Linked DNA regions of Rattus norvegicus: region 1 is linked to region 2. The links are chromatin contacts, called in public Hi-C maps. All regions are on one chromosome and are shown on one strand. Each heading gives the region's core, a stretch centred on a gene start, on an enhancer-like site or on the middle of the called end of the contact. The rest is flanking DNA. Distances are from core to core; before and after follow the strand shown.

The links. A called contact is a pair of places that touch in the nucleus more often than the background predicts.
Region 1: a Hi-C map of kidney shows a contact between it and region 2, with 1.9 times the contacts expected there. The contact joins the promoter of Kctd15 here to the enhancer-like site in region 2. A contact is called at or near these places in 2 of 12 Hi-C or Micro-C datasets (kidney and liver) and 1 of 1 datasets of contacts at active chromatin or transcription factors (oligodendrocytes).

The regions. Positions count from the first base shown.
Region 1 is chr1:96,404,319-96,411,086 of GRCr8, reverse strand. It overlaps Kctd15 (potassium channel tetramerization domain containing 15), which reads left to right and starts at 1,970. Exons shown (of 6, transcript NM_001109141.1): 1 at 1,970-2,230; 2 at 4,008-4,100; 3 at 4,716-4,891. The coding sequence starts at 4,035.
Region 2 is chr1:96,323,734-96,331,468 of GRCr8, reverse strand. All of the region lies in intron 2 of LOC120099792 (a long non-coding RNA gene), which reads left to right. Among named protein-coding and RNA genes, the nearest start is that of Kctd15, 82 kb to the left of the region's middle. Within about 2 kb of position 5,283, at least 19 of the 93 cell types and tissues checked have an H3K27ac peak or open chromatin away from gene starts, as enhancers often do. A contact at or near this core is called in kidney, where this site is marked.

The DNA of each region.
Region 1 (6,768 bases), core at 721-3,220, 83 kb before region 2:
GCGCGGAGCTAATTGCGACTCTAATCCTCTGCCCCGAGGCGCAGCCGAGCCCCGAGCCAGGAGTCGCCTGCGCGCGCCCGCTCGCGCTCGCCGCGCCGGGGTAATTTGGAACCGGATCGCTGCCCTTTGCAATCCAGGCTGGGCCGCGGCGAGGCGCACAGGCTACCGGCTGATTTTGGGGGGCTGTTTTTCCCCCTCCAGCCATCGGGGGAGGCCGCTGGAGAGAGAGGGAGGAGAAGAGGTGGGAGCGGCGGGAGGGCAGCCGGAGAGCGGCGCGAAGAGGAGGCGGCGGCGGCCGCGGCGAGGAGGGAGGAGGCGAGGGGAGGGCGGGGAGGGGAGGCCCCGGCGCGGCGCGCCGCGAGGGGCCGCGCGGAGCGGGGGCCGGGGCGGGAGGGGTGGGTGGGGGGAGGGTTGGGGGCGAGAGAGAAAGTAACTCCAGGACGAGACCGGAGCGACCCGCGCGCATCGAGCACTAGGCGACGGGGCTGCGCCGGGCGCCCGACACCGGCGGCTGCGGGGGGCGGGGGCTGCGCCGGTGCCCGATCCACCGCTCCGGCTCCGAGGTAAGCCCAGCACGGCGGCCACCGCTCAGTGCCGCACACCCCTGGTTCCCAAAGTGGCTGCAATGCCGAGAAAGTCACTCGGCCCCGGGCCGGGACCTAGGCTGGGGGTGGGGGGGACGGGCTGCTTTGTCCCTCTGCTGAGCGCAGGGGCTGGCGGCGTGGGGGCGCCCAGCACAAAGGCCTGGCGCGCACGGGGCGGGGGGTGCCCACGTGGGCTGGTCCTAGCCGCGGGTGGACCCTCCCCACTCAGCCGGGCTCCGATCATCCTGCCGCGCGGTATATGCGTCCAGGTCCTCCGCACTCTGGTTCCAGTATGGGCTCGAGTGCCCTGCAGAGCTGGTGACTTTCCTGAGTCTGAAACCGGCTCCATGTAGCTGGAATTTTGGGGCTCACAGGACCGGGTTGGCGCCCAAATTATAGAAAAGGAAAAAGTCTCTAACGGGACAGATGTGCGTTTTCTGACGCCCACCCTTTGAGTCTCATGCCAGACGCACTGGTAGTGGTTCCAAGCTCAGGAAGGATGTGGGGCGGGGGAACGCGCCGCCCCAAGACCGGACCTCGGTCTCTAGATCTCCGCTGCCCACACGCACCCCCTGACCTGGATGCGAACACCCTCATTCTTCCACTCCCGCGCCTCTGTAGCACCTCTTATACCCTCCCTTGGGAAGCCCCCGACAGTAGAAAGATAAACCTTCAAGTTTTCACTCTGCGTCTCAAATGTGCATGAAGGAATTTAACTGCGCGAGTGAATAACAGCATTAGTTTCAATTAATTTTTTTTAAATCCCGGCAACAATAAACTTTGAGAACAAAAGCGCTTTTACGTCCTTAATTAGGCGAGCTTCCCATCTGTGGTCTTGAAGTGTCTGCCTCTTGATTTAACTTTGTCTCCGCCCCCCACCGCACTCCCACCCCTTCTTTGCTGGGCCCTTCGGGTGCCTTGGCCACCCCGCCCGCGGGGCCGGAGGTTCGGCCCAGCCGATCCTGTAGCCCCGAAGTTCACAACAGCCGGCTGGCTTTGCGACCGGGCTGGCGCGCACCAGGTGGCCCGCCGCGTCCCTCCCGTTCCACCCCTGGACAGTCCTGCAGGCCCCTGGCATTGCCGCCTCGGGCAAGCGCCCAGGGCGTAGAGCTGAAGGGAACTGGAGAGGCGCCTTCTGTTTACCTTTTATGGTTAAAATAACAGCTTAGCAAAAGAAGCGACTTCACGAAGAAGCGATTTAGTGAAATCGTCTCAAGCTGCCGCAGCTCAGCCAGTTTAATCACCCCCAGAGAGCTGAACAACTGCGAGCACAATGGGACACAAAATCATTTTGTGTGTAAATGAGCGTGGCATTCTGCTCACTTCCCTCTGTTCGGGCGGGCGGGGCTCGGCTGCGGGTGGGCGCGGGACCCGGGTCTCCCACCACAGCTTGGAGAAGCGGGTCAATGCTGGGCCAGTTTACAAACCCGCCGAGGTATCTGCAACAGGCTGCTTGGCCAAACCTCAGCCGCGCCTGGGTCCTGGTGTCTGGTGCAGTGAACTCGTGTGTCTCTTATCAAGTGCACTTTCTATGTTTGTGATCTCAGCAGTGTTCTGGGAAGAAGGGTCGTGGTCCACCACAGATGCGTTTGTCAGAGGGAGCAGTGGAGATTCGGGTCAAGGCTTAAGGCCTGGGGCTTCCAATGGTGAGTCTTGGGTTTGCGCTGTGAGAAACAGGCTGGGGCTGCTTGGGCGATGGGTGCTTGGTGCTACTTGTCACTTCTCAGTTGGGTCCTGGTAGTGAGGATATGTGGTGCTTTGGTAGCATTTGGGTGAGAATTCTCCCATCTCTGTTGACCTTCAGTGGGTGTTCCTCTACGACACCGTCTCTCCTCCATCTCCTACCAGGGCTGGATGACCCATCCCTTGGGTCTGCTTTGGTTTTCCAAAATCTTCCTTGAGATAAATGGCCTTGTTAATGTCCAAAACAGGGGACTGGACCCAACTCCTCCATGAGGCTAAAACACTCTCCCTCACCCCCAAACAGTTTCAGACCAAAGAACTTCCCAGGGCAGTGGGGATGTCAAACAAATCATGGGAGGGGAGGCACTTTCCTGACATTTAGTGGTTCCAGTCTGTGCACCTCAGACCATGTTTTATACTGGGATACTGAACGTTAAGACATAGATCTAGAAGTTTAACAGGAAAAAGCATCATGTGGGTACCCAGGGTACCATGTAGTTGACCCATATGGGTTAAACCTGTATCAGAGAAGTCCAGGGTGTGTGTGTGTGTGTGTGTGTGTGTGTGTGTGTGTGTTCTATTTCCCTTTGAGACAGCCCCGAGCCAGTCGAGGGGGTGCTAGAAACCTGTCCTTCTCCACCCCTCCTTCATGGGCCCCCTGAAAAGCCCCCAGGGTAGCTTCTGAGGACTGAGGCACAATTTTATTTCAGGTGTCTGAGGCACATAGGAAAGTCCCAAGTAGCTCTGGGGAGGAGGGGAGAAAGCCCATTTGCTGATTGCTGTCTGGCCAGCTCTCAGTGCCCCAAGGGCCTGTGATCCTGAGGGAGTCTGGAATACATTAGGCCCAGGCAGCACCATTCTGGGGGTCTATTGGAGAAGCAGGCAAACAAAGGCAGGTCCTGTCTGCTGTGGGAACTCTAGGTGACTGGTGGCTTCCCAGTGATGCTTCTGGCTTCTGTGGAAAGAGGTGTCCTATACCAACTGTCTTCCCTGGGTGGTGAGAGATCCTAGGCTGCCCAACCAACTGAGGGGATTGGCACCCCCCCCCCCCAGGTTCTCTCCACTGATGCAAGAGGAGACACGCTTGGTAACACGGCTCTAACTCAAAATACCAAAGAAATCTGATTTGTTCTGAAACATGGAAGGGCAGTAATGGCGAGCATATGTTTTAGGCTGTCATTAGCCAAATTAGCAGACATGGAACTGCCTAGAAAACGTGTGTGTGTGTTGTGTGTGTGTGTGTGTGTGTGAGAGAGAGAGAGAGAGAGAGAGAGAGAGAGAGAGAGAGAGATATGCTATGGCCTAGAAGTCTGCTTTGGGGTGTGTGTGTGTGTGTGAGAGAGAGAGAGAGAGAGAGAGAGAGAGATATGAGAGAGAGAGAGAGAGAGAGAGAGAGAGAGAGAGATATGCTATGGCCTAGAAGTCTGCTTTGGGGTGTGTGTGTGTGTGTGTGTGTGTGTGAGAGAGAGAGAGAGAGAGAGAGAGAGAGAGAGAGAGAGAGAGAGATGCTATGGCCTAGAAGTCTGCTTTGGGGTGTGTGTGTGTGTGTGTGTGTGTGTCACACACACACACACACACACACACACATACACACACACTATGCTGTGGCCTGGAGGTCTGCTTTGGAGTGTGTAGGGTTGGTGGGATCTGGGAAGGCTGCCTGGTATACATGAGGCCCCAGACAGCGTCTGTGTAAAAATCATTGGTGGAGCCTGAGAAATAAGTTGCTGCTTCCCACAGATACTCTGGGCAGGGATGGAAGCCTAAATGCCTCACCGCAAGGAGCGGCCGAGCGGGTCCTCGCTTAACGCACACGGCAGCAGCGGCACCGCGGTGAGCTTTGCCTGGTGGGCTGGGTTGGCCCCTCAGCCCCTTTTGCTCTTTTCTAGGGTACCTGCACACTAGCTGCAGGTCTTCCACGCAAGAGATGGGTATTGACTGGCTGTACGATTATGTATTTTTTTTTGAAACGAAAATGCTCTTAATTTGATGTGAAATTTACTACATGTATAAAGCTCAACGCCTTAGGTGCCGAGGAAGTCACTAATTTAGAGGTGTCTCGTTACTGAGACAAACTTGCAAAAAACCCCTGAATCCCAATTCACAAATTGGTGATTCGTTTGTCAGGGGATATTTCACATCTGACACACAAGCCTGCGACCTTTAATTAGAATTTTGCAGTTTGTTTTATGCCCCTGGAGGCTGACACCTTGGAAAAAAAAATTTTTTTTCTTGATTTCTTATTGCTAATAAGCACCCTCCTCCCATCCCCCACCCCCAGCACTTTGAAGAAAATGATGCAAACACACTTAATTACAGCGGTGGCCATAATTTGTCAGCCGAATATGTGATCAGGCACCAGAAGAAGTGATCTGATTAAATATTTGATCACATTCGAAATAAAGGCCGCTTAGGAAGCCTTGTTTCTCTATGTGTTTCCGTCTCCAGGAGGGAGGAAATATGTCCCGGCTGTCACTCACCCGGTCGCCTGTGTCTCCCCTGGCTGCCCAGGGGATCCCACTGCCAGCTCAGCTCACCAAAGCCAACGCACCTGTGCACATCGACGTGGGAGGTCACATGTATACCAGCAGCCTGGCCACACTCACCAAGTACCCTGACTCCAGGTAAGATCTCTGCCCCTAGTGTGGGGCGTTCTGTGTAAAGCCCGGTCGACCGTAGGATGCCATTAGGGTATGGTACCAAGGCCTGTCATTCCCCGATACTCTTGACTGTTTGGGTGACTGCTTGCTTGTTGACGGGCACTTCTGATAGTGGCTTTTGACCCTGCACTGATAGCTACCCTTTGTGGCATAACATGGAGTTCCTGACCTTCATGGCGGATCCAGTCTCACATGAGCCTGGCTGGCAGCTGGCTGGGGAAATCTTCACAGAGTGACACCCAGGAGTCAGGTGCGGGTGGACACGGTCAATCCAATTTCCTGTCCTTACCCTTGGGGAAAGGCATGCAGTGCCAGCCGAAGTTGTACCCTCCTTTGTTGGGGGGTGGGGAGGGTAGGGTGATGGCAGCATTTGATCCTAAGTGCTGGGAGCAAGCTTTCTTTTGGAGCTGGAGGACGGTGTGGTGATGAGTTAGCAATTGCAGGATAGTCAGGGATGTTTGCGACAATGACTGAGCATGAGTTCTACACCCTGTAATGTTCACAAAACTATCTGCGGCTGGGACCCTGACAGGACTTACAGGCTCTTCCCAGGAAGGACCCTTAGCGACATGGTGCTGGGTACCACCAGCTCGATGACTCTTACTTCTCATGGATTTACTTCCCAAGGACACACCTTGGCACGGCAGCCGGCGGCCAGATTCTTGGGGGTGGGCTGCGTCTCTGTGAGCCTCTCCTACAGGTGACACCGCACTGCAGCTTGCTGGGCCCATGCTGCTTGCTCCTGGCATGGTGCAGCAACAAGCAGCAGTGACCAGCGGGAGGGCAGGCCTGTTAGGCATCACCTCTCTTTTATACATTTAAAATAAGAAGAGGAATTAATTAATCCCCTAGATACTGAGGGCTCATCACCAGGATGAATGTTCAGCCAGGGTAGATTTGGAGCCTAGAGGATCGCTGTGCAGAGATGTCCGGGCACAGCCTTCGTCGGTACAGGAGTGCCCCTGGAGAAGGGAACAGGGGGAGGAGATTTTGTGTCTGGTCCAGATAGTGGCAGCCCAGAGACTAGGCGCAGGGGTCCTTGTGAACTCGGAGCTTTGGTGGGGCAGGAGCCAGAAGGCCATACGATGCATTGGCCACGTGCTCGCTTGCAGAGCCCCTGTCTAGGCTGCGAGATGGATTCCGTTCATTTAATTTCAGTTTTGCCTTCTGCGGCGTCCCTGAGTTGTGAGAGATAGATCATCCCTTAATCGGCTGACGATGTTTGTGAGTGAAATTCCTTAAAAAAAGTCTCTGCCCACAACCTTCTTGGAAGAGTGTTTTCTGAGATCTGACATTTGCCCTCCTGCAGCAATCACAACCCGGACCTACCTGACGGGCAGGGAGGGGCTCCCTTCCCGTGTTTCTCTCTAATGGCTTCTGGGGACTGAGGAGCATTTATTTGCCCCTCCCTGTTCCACAGTGTAGTTTGTCCTTGCTTACCAGCTTGCTGTACAGTGGGCCATCACCTTCCTCTGGGGAGCTGAAGGCTTGGCCCCGTGATGTGGCACGTGGGACCCTCAACGGGCCAGGTGTACCCAGAGTGGGCAGTGGTCTGTGGACTTTACCAGAGCCAGATTCAGGGTGACTCTGTTCTGCCTGACTCAGCAGAGCTGTTCACTAGGCCTGAAGCTGAGGCCCAGAGCAAGGGCTAGGGCGGCCTGTGAGCCAGCAAAGACAAGGATTCATTGGGGAGTCACACAGCCGCTGTAGAAGTGCCACTTACCGCCCCCCCCCTCATGTTTTTGAAATGAATTATTGCAATTCTGCAAAAGCTGTATCCCTGGCTAGGCAGGCAGAGACATAAGAGTCCCCAATGAAGACAGCTCTAGATGCCAACACCG
Region 2 (7,735 bases), core at 4,034-6,533:
GCAAAGGGGCCATCGAGGCAGGGTCAGCCTGTTACGGCAGAGTTATCGGGATGATCTAGTGAACCAAGGCCGGGTTCCCTGTATGACCTTGAACTATGCGCGCTGACAAAAGAGAACAAAGAAGGAGATTGAGGGCAATGCCTGTAGGCGCGCGCGCGCGCGCTCACACACACACACACACACACACACACACACACAGACACACACACACACATACACACACACAGACACACACACAGACACACATACACACACACAGACACACACAGACACACACACACACACACACACACACACACACACACACACTGACACTGACACTGACACCAAGACTACTTAGGGAAATGTCTATGAGCTCAAAGATATCACTTCCCAAGATGGCTGTGAGTCAGATAGCACGATCAGGCCTACAAATATTAACCAAGAGAATGAGGACCAACAGTTGAAGTCAGGGCGGTTTAGCTAACTAAGGAAGGGATGAGAGCAGGAAGGCTGGGGGTCTCTCAGCTTGGTGGAGAAACAAACACAGAGAAACACATGCCCTCCAGCAGGCTCTTATCAAAGAATACTGGGTATGTCCTTCGTGTAGAAGGGTCTAACCGTCTTGTTTCACAGAACTCAAACTGGCACTATGCAGGCAACCCTTTTATGTGTCAGTGTGATGGTTTGAATATGCTTGGCCCAGGGAGTGGCACTATTAGGAGGTGGAGCCTTGTTGGAGTGGGTGTGGCCTTGTTGGAGGAAGTGTGTCACTGTGGAGATAGGCTTTGAGACCTTCCTCCTAGCTCCCTGTCAGTCTTCTGTTTGCCTCCAGAACAAGATGTAGAACTCTCAGCTCCTCCAGCGCCAGGCCTGCCTGGATGCTCCCACCTTGATGATAACGGACTGAACCTCTGAACCTGTAAGCCAGCCCCAATTAAATGCCATCCTTTATAAGAATTGCCTTGGTCATGGTGTCTCTTCAGAGCAGTGGAGACCCTGACTAAAGATAGTCAGCACTCATGGCAAACAGCGGTCCTGCTGTGTGGACCCTGCTTCTATTTAGTCTCTTCCTCCGTTGTTAGTTTTAATCTGATGTCTAAATGTGAGCTCCATAATGTCAGGAGGTCAACTGCTGAATGTCCAAATGAGGGGGGCTACGTGAAGACCGTGGAGAGGCCCAGCTGTCCCAGGCCTTAGCCACAGGCTCCAACATGGGTTAACAAGTTGAAACCTGAAAGGCCTGGGTATGGTACCACAAATCTATAAGTCCATCGCTGAGTTGATGGCAGGCGATGCAGACAAAAGGATTGAGAGTTTGAGACCAGCATGGGCCATACTCTGAAGAGGAGTCAAGTTCAGTTCCCACACCCAATCAAGTGGTTTACAACCTCTAACTCTTGCTCCAGAGGAATCCGACGCCCCCTCCTGGTTTCCAAGGGCACCTCATATAGAAAAACCACAATGATCTGGAGACTGACACAGCAGATCATCGTGTACTGATTACTAATGCCTGTCTTGATCACCGAGTACTGATTACTAATGCCTGTCTTGTTTCTCTCTGTGCTTTTTGTCTCCTGTCATCTAGAAGCATTTCTAGCATGCATTTCTGAATGATGACTGGAAAATATAACCACAACGCTTCCACTATAAAAACAAAACAAACAAAACCAACAGTGGATCACTCAACATTAGGTATGTCACCAATATTCAAATTTACAAGCGGACCATAGATGTCACTCTATACTTTTACCACTTATTCAATCTTGATTATTTCCCTTTTAAAATGTTGTTGAAGGAGTCATTTCACAAGACCTGGATTGCTTTGATCTACATGGCATTTAACTAACACACATCCCACTGCATTTCGAATTTCCTGTAAATGTGGTAATTGAGCTGGATTAGCAGTTCCCAACCTGTGGGTCGAGACCCCTTTGGGGGCTGCATATCAGATATCCTGCATATCAGATATTGATATTACGACTCATAACAGTTGCAAGTTTATGGGTATGAAGTAGTAAGGAAATGATTTTATGGTTGGGGTCACCACAGCCTGAGGAACTGTATTAAAGGGTCGCAGCATCAGGAAGGTTGAGAACCGCTGGTCTAGAGAAACTTCGCTCAGATTCAGGTTTAAGATGTAGGTTAGTGGTAGAGCATTTGGGTTCAGAGACAGTGGCGGGAGGGGAGATTGAGATAGTCTGGGGTTCAGAGGGGCAGGCTATGTATTATAGTTGGTGACGAGTGTTTTATTTGAAGACACAATGTTAGCCTGGTGTGATAACACGTGCTTTCAGTCCCAGCATTCGAGCAGGGACTTTGAGGCCAGCCTAGTTTACAGGGAAAGTTCCAGGACACCCGGGCCAGGGCTACATAGAGAAACCCTGTCTCAGAAAACAAAAATAAAAACAAAACAAAATCAACCACCACTACCAACAACAAAGAGGGAAGGAAGGAAGGGAGGGAGGGAGGAGCGAGGGAGGGAGGGGGGGAGGGAAAAAGAAGACAGGGCTGGGGAGATGCCAAACAGGTAAGGCACCTGCTGTGAAGATCTGGCATGCACAAGAAAAGAACAAATATGCTGCAGGTGACCTGTCTGCACGAACCCCGCAGCAGTGACAGAGACCCAAACAGGAAGATCTCTGAGGCTTCTGGCTGCCAGCCTGGCTCCAGAATCCTGTGAGAGACCCTGTCTCAAGAGACAGAGTCTGGGGGTTGGGGATTTAGCTCAGTGGCAGAGCGCTTGCCTAGCAAGCACAAGGCCCTGGGTTCGGTCCCCAGCTCCGAAAAAAAAAAGAAAAAGAAATAAAAAGAGAGAGAGAGACAGAGTCTGGAGAGATGGCTCAGTGGTTCAGAGCACTCGTTCCTGAGGAGGACCCAGGTTCAGTTCCCAGCACTCACATGGTGGCTCACAATCGTCCATAACTACAGTTCCAGGGATTCTGGTGCCCTCTTCTGACCACAGCAGGCATCAGGCATGTACATGGTAGACAGAAGCACACGCAAGCAAAAGAATGATACACACAACATAAATATATCTTTAAAAATTTTTTAAATACATCTTTAAAAACAATTAAAATCTACCACCACCACCATCACCAATCACCACCACCAATCACCACCAATCACCATCAATCACCACCAATCACCACCAATCACCATCAATCACCATCAATCACCACCACTAGAGTTGGAGAATAAGACAAAGAGTGAGAGAACACAGCACCGGAGGTCCTCTTCTGGCCTGAGCGCACACACACACACACACACACACACACACACACACACACACACACACACAAGGGCTAGCTCTCTCCACATTATTAGTGGATGCTCATCACTCTTGGATCTGTTCATCCATTAGGGATGGCCAACAGTGACACTCTGTCTATTGTGCCTCCCACACCTAACAGCTACAATCCTCTCAGGAGAACTTCCCCTGTGGATACCATGTGGCCACTGAAGCGCAGTTACAAAACAATTTAACCAAGACAGTTGCTTCCTTTCCACTTAGAATCTTCTAGAAAGATGGGCCACTTCCCACAGACCTTCATTTATATTTTTTCTGACTCACTCACTTTTCTTTTTTAAATTTTACTTTTCCTTGCCTGCCTTCCCTGCCCCCCTCTCTCTCACACACACTCCCTCTTCCTCTCCCCTCTCCCTCCCCCTCCCCTTCCCTCTACCTCTCCCTAGGTAACCCAGGCTGGACCTGAACTTGCTAAATTGTTCAGGCGAGCCTGAAGCTCTCCACCCTCCTGCCTCAGCCTCCCAAGCACTGGTGTAACTGTGTATGGGTTTTATTCCTTATTTTCTAACCACGCACATTAGGTGACAGAGGTGGGCCAGAAGCTGCTAGAAAAAGACATTCTAGATTGTCCCGACCCATGTGACCCCCACCCCCTCACCCCCTGCCGTCCCAGTGATGAGGATGGCCAGTCGGCTCTGAGGTTTGCTATTTCCTCTGTAATTAAGGAATCTTCTAATTTGAGGAATAGGTAAAATTCATCAAAATTATATTTCCTAAAAGTCATAAAACTGAAGCTGCTGGGGTCTTTTTGGCTGCAGGGAAATCTTGAATGGAGGAGGGATGCTATCAAGACAGGATTTAAGAAAATAGTTCATCATCTTTCATTCCCAGCAAAGAGAATACCCCAAAGAAATGCCATTGATTTTGCATTTTGAGAAACTGACCAACTTTCTTGATCAAACGTCCGTTGCAAGTTAGAGTCAAGGTTAGGCAGGCCCTCTAGGGTCCCTTCCTTTGGGGCCTTCACTCCCTGTGATTTTGAAAAGGCAGACTTGGGCGATCAGAGCCCTTACTGCTGAGAATAGGAAAGACTCTTGGCTCGGATCCCAGTCTCCTTTACCATTGCCTTCTGGGCTGTGTGAGAGCCAGGCTGGGAGGAGGGAGGTCCTGCCCTGCAGACCTCAGAACTTAGGCGGAATCTGCTCAGTTGGGCAAAGAATACGACCTTGTCTTCCTTACTAATTTTCCTGAGGCTGGAGAAATAGCCAGGCTTTTCTATGTCCTTGATCCCCTTGGTCTTGCCCTCTGCCAAGCCTCTCTTTGAAGGCTTTGCTGTCTACTAGCTTGTGGGATGGCTTTGGGACAGGACATGGTGACTCAGTTTCTTCCAGTGTGGAATCGTGAAATTGGATTTGAGGCCTACTTCTCACATCACTTGGGGAAGCTTTTATATTGGGGAAGCTTTCACAGTTAGGGTGACTACCGAGGAGCTACCGAATGGGAATGGAGAGGAGGGCGGAAGGGGAAAAGCACATTCCACTCCACCCCCTCCCCACTGACCCCACCCCGGAGTCCCTCAACCTCTTGACCTCTGAGCTCGCCTTCGGCCTGGGCGGGGTGCAGCACTCTCCCAGCCCGTCTAGAGACGCTGGGGCGGGGCAGCCCTGGCAGGGCAGCCTCACCGGAAAGACTCGTTTGAACTAGAGCTGGCAGAACCAGGGTGGAAGCCGACTTGTAGCCTCTGCCTGGAGCTCTCCCGGTCCCTAGTCACGTGCAGATAAAGTAACCCCTGGTCAGCTCTTCCACACCTGAGTGACCCCCAAACTCCACCCCAGTTCCCCCACGGGCCACGCCCTCGGCTCTGGGGCTCCCATTAGGCTGAATCTCAGTGGGGGAAGGGGACACGAATGAGGGCAGAGGCCCAGACAAGGTCCCGTTGCTAAGCAACACGACCCTGGCTCTGGGCTCTGTCCTGAAACAGCCAGAAGCAGCCAGCACACAGCTGCCTCCTTGCAGCCGCCTGCTTGCCCAGCCAAACCTTCTGGAACTAGAGTGCTCAAGCGACCCCAGGCGACAAGCTCCTCGGCTTGCAAAACCTCAGTAAAGACGGACGGCTACTCGCCAGCTCTGTGCGCCGCTTTGGGTCCCAGATCAGGACGCGATGCCACCCCGGAGCTAGGCACCCCCAGCCCAGCTCCTTAATTCACCCCTGGAGGCCATCGGAATGAGATCACAGGGTCTGCCAGCACTATTATTTGTGTTTGCGTGCGGGTTGCACAGGAGGTTAGTGGCTAGGCTAGCTAGTCAGACGCTGCCTGGAGGGAACCGGGTATTTAGAAGACTGACTAGACCGGGCCGCTAGAAGCTCTGCCTACAGCAGACACCCGATCCATAAAGTTATAGACGGTTGCTGCTGGGGAAGATAGACCCTGCACACTAGCATGCCACCATGAGCCACTAGGAATCGCTGGAGGAGACAGCCAGCATCTTATAACACCATGATTGAAGCTAAAATCCCGGTACAATACACCCTTCTCCAGGAAGGGGGGGCAGGTTGCCTTCCAAGGACTCTGAAAGCACTTCGTTAGATTATTCAGCAAATCCCACGGGCACGTGTGAGCGCGTGCTCCTTAATCTCCTCTAGAAACATTAGCTTGAAATACAGTGGACATTGCCTCAGAAGACCTAGGTGACTTGCGCGGGAGCTATGCCCTGTCCCTTGTACTGTTTGGACTTGGGCAACTGATAAGTCTCTAAGCCTCACGCTCTTCTCGTGCATAAAAAGAGGTTGTCCTATTTGCAGAACAGCAAAAAGGAGGTATGTAATTCCAGACTCTCACTAGGAGATTTTTGGCAAGGGATCCACCACTCCCACAGCCCCTCACCATGAGTGTGAGTCTAGGCCAGTATTCCACCACTGAGCCACATGGAGCAGGGATTCTAGGCAGGGGCTCTACCACTGAGCCACGCCCCCAGCCTCTCACTGGGGGATTCTAGGCAGGGGCTCTACCACTGAGCCACACCCTCAGCCCCTCACTGGGGGATTCTAGGCAGGAGCTCTACCACTGAGCCACGCCCTCAGCCCCTCACTGGGTGATTCTAGGCAGGGGCTCTACCACTGAGCCACGCCCCCAGCCTCTCATTGGGGGATTCTAGGCAGGGGCTCTACCACTGAGCCACGCCCCCAGCCTCTCATTGGGGGATTCTAGGCAGGGGCCCTACCACTGAGCCACGCCCCCGGCCTCTCACTGGGGGAATTCTAGGCAGGGGCTCTACCACTGAGCAGCGTCCCCACCCTCAAAGGAGTTTTTTTTTGTTTTGTTTTGTTTTTTGTTTGTTTTTTTTTAACAACCTGATAATTGTGCAATGACCAATGACCAACAACACTGGGAAGGAAAGAATGCCATCCCAGAAGGAAGAAAAACAAGAACGTAATGTCTTATTCTTGGAAAGTATAACCTAATATTAGAGAACTATAAAAACCAAGGAGTTATCAGAAACCCTTTATTGTTTTGACCTTTTTATTAAAACAATGGAGAGAGGTGGCTAGGAACACTGAGTGCCTCAGACCTGCAAGGCTCAGGACTACCTGTCCCAGGGTCCCTGTAGCTGACTTGGCGCCTTCCCACTACTCTTCATCAGGACTGCTACTGTAGCCACTGACTTGATCTCATTTTGTCTTGGTTCTCCTGATCTGTAAAGTGGAGATGAAAACGACACCAACCCGTGCAGCCGTTGGGAAGACTGAATTAGGTTGTGACCACAGAGGTGACTGACAAGCCCCAGCTAGTACTAGTTACGGTTTTATTACATATTTTTAATTAATTAAGTAATTAGGCGTGTGTGTGTGTGTGTGTGTGTGTGTGTGTGTGTGTGTGTGTTTATAGGTCAAAGGACAACTAGTACTCCTGTTGGCTTACGAACAATTCTGTTAGGCTCTGCCTAACAGCCACCTAGCAACAGCTTACATCATCACCTGCCTTCAGGTGTGAGCCTGGACTGCCGGGTACCCTCTTATTTCTGTACTCCTGCTGCATTGTACGGCAGACTTATATTTAATAAAAACTTTCATCTTTCTCTCCTACCAGTTTTTACCATTAACGTATTCAAGTGAGCAGGGAAGTTGGTAGAACCATGTAGTGAACACCCAAGTAGCCTGTGTCATCGACATTAGACCACATTTGTTTGTATCACAGATCTGGCTCATCTCCATCTTCTGTCCCTCCTCCCAGCTGTCATCTATCTCTCTGTCCCTCCTCCCAGCTGTCAGTCTGCTTCTGAGCTGGTCCATAGCCACTCCCAGAGACGCAGTGACTTAGAGCAGCAACTGCTTCGTTGGTTCAGGGCCACAAGAGTTTTGAACTCAAACAGGTTGTGGTGACGTTGGCTGACCCTTGTTACACAGCAGCGGTTCTCAACACGTGGTGTCGAGGCCCCTTTGGGAGGGAAGTCAGACGACCTATTCCCAGGGGTCACATTTATTGTAGAAATCGTGCATTTACACAT